Regions from separate parts of the Acanthopagrus latus genome. Here region 2 is linked to region 1. Evidence: chromatin contacts called from public Hi-C data. All regions are on one chromosome and are shown on one strand. The core of a region is the stretch at or near the end of the contact, and the rest is flanking DNA. Distances in the headings are between cores, read along the strand shown.

Region 1 (2,700 bases), core at 191-2,690:
GCTCAGACTATCTAGGGCTGGGTCCTCTCCCTCCTCTTCACTTTCTTCTTTCTCTTCACTACAAGAAAAAAGATGCAGGAATTACAAAAACAACACAGCGTACCGTACAATGTCTCACAACATCAACATGTGTAAGTACTTTATACTTACACATGCTCAGGTTGTTGAGCCTTTTTCTTTTTTTTCTTTTCCTTCTTCTTCGGAGGTTCCCTCTCACCCAGCATGTTTTTGGGGCATGCGTAGCTCAGATGACCTGTGTCCTGAGATGTGAAAAAAAAAAGAAAGATTATGCAGGCAATTTAAAATAAAATGTAACAAAATCACACGACAAACAAAAATGATGAATATGCACTGACCCCACATTCGTAACATTTAGTTTTGTCTACATAATCCCGTCTCCTTATGAACTCAGTCGCTCGCCCGTTGTCGACAGCAATGCTCGCCTTCAGTGTCCTGCCGAACAACTGGGATACAAACACAATCACAAGAAACACACAAGTATGGCAAGTGAACATCCATTATGAGAAATGGCAATGACAAGCAGCCTGCAGCTTATGGGAAGACAAGTGATCTGAATGTGACGCAGACGCACCTGCTTGTTGTTCACGGCCCTGACACAGTTATGAGCCGATTCTCTGTCGAGGAAGAGAACAAACGCCACTCCTTTACTCTGGCGAGTGTCTTTATCTTTCACGATTGTAACCCTGGAATGAGACAGTTGTTATAATTATTACATATTTAAAACCTATGTTAAAAAAAAAACACACACAAAAAAAACTACTATGTTACTACAGAGCCTTTCACTGGTTGTTGAGAGTTATGTGTTCCTTATGTGGTTAGTTTGTTTGGTTTACACATTGCTGTATAAAATATATTTTAAAAATGATGACAGAACCTTACTTACTTTACAACTTTTCCATATTTTGTGAATAGCTGAAATTGGGGAAAGAGTTTAGTTTCATTAAGGAAGTTGCGTACATTTAGAGACAATAGTGAAACCATTCTCCCATGACACTGACAAACACTAGCATAAATAATTATAAAGGGCTCACTTACCTTGTGTAGGTCATTGTTGGTAAGAGAGAATGGCAGGTTGGACACATAAACGGTGCTTTTGCTTGGCGCCAAACCTCCGCTCATACTGAACGCATCCGACAAAAACTATAAACCCAAAACTAAGACAGCCATATGAGCATAAGATATGTCTAATGCATAGCTAGCTGCTTTGCTAGCTCTGTTAGTCCACTCGGCTTAGTAGTTTATGTATCGGTAACTTTGTAGACTTTAACGTTACTTAAAGCACCAAATGACTTACCAACACAGCCTACAGCGTTTGAGTAATAACTAAATGTGTCTAAAACTGCAGAAATGTGTGTGTTCGCAAGCAGCTAGCAAACAGCAACAAACGCCATTGCCGTGCGTCGCAGCTTGATGACGTGACACACTCCTCATCCAATAATACAGCCTTTGTACATGTAGCTAACGGAAAGGCTAGGCTAACTAAACGATAGGAGAAGGTAAGCCTGCTTTGCTAACTTGTGTGGAATAAATTGCCGATTCTGTGGGCTGTTTTGCACACATTCATGTATACGATGGCATATTCCGCCGTAAATATTCATACACCATTTTTGTGTGTAAGTATTGTTGAGTTAACTGGCCCTCAGATGAAATAAAACGTGCGGGTGTTTGCAGCATATATGGAGGCTAGCTAATTAGCAACGCTAGCTGTCCTTTCTACTTGGACCTGCAGTAGTAGGTAAATTAACAGTCAGAGAAAATATTAATTGGGTTTTTGTAACGTACCGGGTAGGTGGTTATTGGGTGGGTGCTGTCAAGCTGGTGCTATGTTGAATTTGGGGTCGTTGGTCAAATGGGCCAGTCTGTTCTGCAGAGAAACATCAGCCGGCTCATGTTGTTTGATTACATCACAGAGTGCTCTCTCTCTTACCTTATTTCACACTGTGTTGTATTTGTGGCAAAACAGAGGTTTTAGTTTTCATTATAACTCACAAAACATAGGTCTTACCTGTTGTCTTTCATGAGCTTGATTATGAAAGACCAAAACAGTTGCTTGATATAAAATCTAAGTGTCTGAACTCTGTCTGTGTTACTGAAATCTTTTTACAGATAGTGTTGAAGATCTTGTTTTCACAATATCACCCTGATTCACAGAAGTTCCTGTGTCCAACAGTAAGTTAGTGCCTTTTGTTATGGATTACATTCATTCGTCATCACGTTGTTTGACACCAAACAAGAGAACTGCTCCTACTGTTTAAATTGATCTGAAATTAAAGATGTGGATTGCAACATTTCTCAAGTCGCATATACAAAATTTGGACGATATTCAGAGCATTTTGTATATTGTAAACAGTATATTTGTAAGAGCAGTCTCAGTGTTGCAGCTTTTCCAGACTAAGGAAGAGAACCTAAAATGCTTTCCCATAAATAGACAAACATAAACTTTTCCAGTTCCCACAGTTGTCATCAAAATAGATATAAACTACAGTTGACACTTCTAATAAGTACAGACTAGTTTTCAGTATTTATTTTGTGGAACCACCCTTACGCAGTTACTTGTATCTTTCACTTTTTGCCTTTCACAGTGACATACAGGAGAGACAGGAGTATACGAGAGATGTATGATGAACGCTTTATAACAGAGAGACCGGTAAGTGTATATGAAGTGATTTCACTGTTTAT
Region 2 (2,700 bases), core at 94-2,593, 130 kb after region 1:
AGACGCGTGTGTTCATTGGCCCGCGTTCGCACATCTGCAGGACATGAAAACACAAAGACACTCTGTGATGTAAAGGATGCTGGTGGGCAGGGAGGACACAGAGTGCAGCAAAAAGCCCTTTACTGGAGGTGCTCGGACCAGTTCTGCTGTCTGGAGATTAATGTTGCGCAACTATATCAACATTGAGCAACCTCTTGGGAAAATGTGGGAACGCTCTAAGACTTAAATGATACAGATGTGAAATGTAGGGTGTTATGAGAAAATGTTGTTGACGTTGATTTGAGAAATGACCCCCACTGCAGTTGACCCTTAAAGATGTCCTTTCAGTGCTGGGACAATGGCCCTTGCACAAAACAGGTCTGTCGATGCACTAGAAAGATATAAACATTTTTTTTTAGTTTGTGCTACATGACTGGTGAAAAAAGAGAGAGAGGGCTGTGGTATTCCTGTTTGCCGTTCGGAAAACTTACGACTACCAGAACGGACTATGCTGCTCCTGACCAATAAAGACACACTGATGGGTGACGTGCTCCAAGCTGGGCGGCGCTTCATATTCACCCGTTTGAAACAGTGGGCAAACAATGGGCCCTATCTTACGCCCAGCAGAAAACGGCGCACAGTGCAACAGACCCTTCCTTTGAGCGGACTGGGGACACCAACCACAGTTTTAATGAAGTGACACCCCCTTTCTGCTTTACAACCAAGTGCTTGAACTGACTTCCTGTCACACCTGCCTCTGCAATGGAGGGACCTAATATGGTGGTCTGTACCACCAGCTCTGTATGTGAGTGGCTTCACTTTGTTCTCAAAGCAAAGCCCTGCACTCTCTCTTGCCTGACCAGACTGGAAGGAGATGGAGAAAAAAGACATAGGTCCAACACTGGCACCATACTTCCTGTATGCTCATCCATAGGCTCGAGCCCTCAGATGCCCAAACGAAGAGAGGTGAGCATCACTACATTGTCTCTGTTTCTCTGAGTGCTATGGTGAACCACCTAGCACTTTACCTCAAACATCCCTGTGTCCAAACCCACTTTGAAGGACTATATCCGTCTTTAGGCTCAAAGTTGGGGAAGGCGATTCTGGAGAGGGATAGTCAATTGTTGAATCTCATTCCCAGGTCAATGAATACTGATGTTTTGGGCCAGTATAAGGCCCAGATTTTAACCCATAATATCTGTATTTGACAACCTGGGACAGCAAATCAACTATCTTTCCCCAGAGTCGCCTTTCCTACCTTTAAGGTAAGAAGTCATAATCTCTTGGACGCTGGTTGATCCCTGTTTTTTCTACGGATGACTGGTTAAGGCAGCTGTCCTGATAATGCTGACTCTGTCTCCTAGGCAACCAAGGCCAATTGATCTGATGCCTTGGACACTTTCAGACAGCCAGTCTCTAGATTGTGTATCCATGTGACGGCAGGATCACACAACGTGACGTAGGACAACGGAGGTAAAAATAGTTTCTTGTTTAGATTCTTGTAGAATCCTTTCATCTGTGTAGATCAGTAAAGAGTAACCTTATTTGGACACCAAGCAAGTCTATGGGGTCTGTCGGGGGTGAAATACTCCCTGTTTAGGAAGTGACCTTCAGAATGGGTCTGGCACTACCCACTCTTCTCATTTGTGTCGCTTATGCCTCCTCCATCTAGCATAAATAAATGATTCAGCATAATACATCCCAGTCTCTTGAGCTGTCTTAAGAAATGAGTTATCCAGCTCCTAAGAATATATTGATGTTTGCTGATTGTATGTGTATGGTTCCAGTCTTTATGCTAAGCTAAACTTACTGGCTGCTCATGGCAAGACAGTCAATCAGCATCAAACTCAACCCCTCACATTTTGATGTTTATGGGAGCTGTGTGTCTGTGTGAAGTATTATACTGTACATTTTGTAATTCAAGTACTTGTGGATAGAAAACGGGAACGAGCACTCTGTTCCATCACTTACTCCCATTGTTTTGGAATACTTTGGCTCCGCTGACACTCCAGCTGTGTGTTAACTGCTGTGGGGGAAAACAAATCTTTTTACAGAAATACACTGACATCATCACTAAAGCATGGTATTTAAGAACCTCATTTGTAAAATAGCAATAAAAGCACTGCAACGTGGTAAAGAAGGTATTTTCCCTTCCTTAAAATTTAAAGCAGATGTAAGTCCTACCCCAGTCCCAGGCGGGGACAATTTCAGGGCCCTTGTCCAGAGCAGCTGAGACGCAGCAGCATCAGTATTAAAAACATACCACTTGGAGGATCATCTTGCAGTTTTCTCCCTCTAAGGAAGTTGTAACTCATCTGTGTCTATGATAAGAGCTGAGAAATAGTGCATGTGTTTACATATGTTGCTCCAAATTCCTCAGACAAGTAGTCAGTCTGTCAATCTGTCAGTCTGTATCTGTTACCACCAGCAAAAGTGTACATGTTTGTGCCCTTCACATGATTTATGTCATAAGATAAGGTAAAAGATGTCAAAATGTGCCTGTTGTGAAGAGCGAGAAATGCTCCTTTAACTCCCTTTTAATAGTACTCTTCAGGCGGAAAGGAAGAAGAGTTTTTGGGCAACACACAAGAGTGCAGGGAGTGTGTGTGTGTGTGTGTGTGTGTGTGTGTGTGTGTGTGTGTGTGTGTACTGTTTCCCAGCATTGATTTCTGTATTCTGGATATGTTTACATGCTGAGACAACGTGAGTCAACACTATATC

What was found. A called contact is a pair of places that touch in the nucleus more often than the background predicts.
Region 2: a Hi-C map of liver shows a contact between it and region 1, with 5 times the contacts expected there. The contact joins the promoter of pus7l here to the promoter of pphln1 in region 1. A contact is called at or near these places in 3 of 4 Hi-C or Micro-C datasets (liver and muscle).

The regions. Positions count from the first base shown.
Region 1 is chr14:10,739,336-10,742,035 of fAcaLat1.1, forward strand. pphln1 (periphilin-1) reads left to right here and starts at 1,441. Exons shown (of 10, transcript XM_037121331.1): 1 at 1,441-1,517; 2 at 2,128-2,190; 3 at 2,604-2,668. The coding sequence starts at 2,190. It overlaps zcrb1 (zinc finger CCHC-type and RNA-binding motif-containing protein 1), which reads right to left and starts at 1,198. Exons shown (of 7, transcript XM_037121332.1): 1 at 1,057-1,198; 2 at 905-933; 3 at 593-704; 4 at 357-464; 5 at 151-260; 6 at 1-58. The coding sequence starts at 1,140.
Region 2 is chr14:10,867,436-10,870,135 of fAcaLat1.1, forward strand. pus7l (pseudouridylate synthase 7 homolog-like protein) reads left to right here and starts at 1,344. Exons shown (of 10, transcript XM_037122117.1): 1 at 1,344-1,452.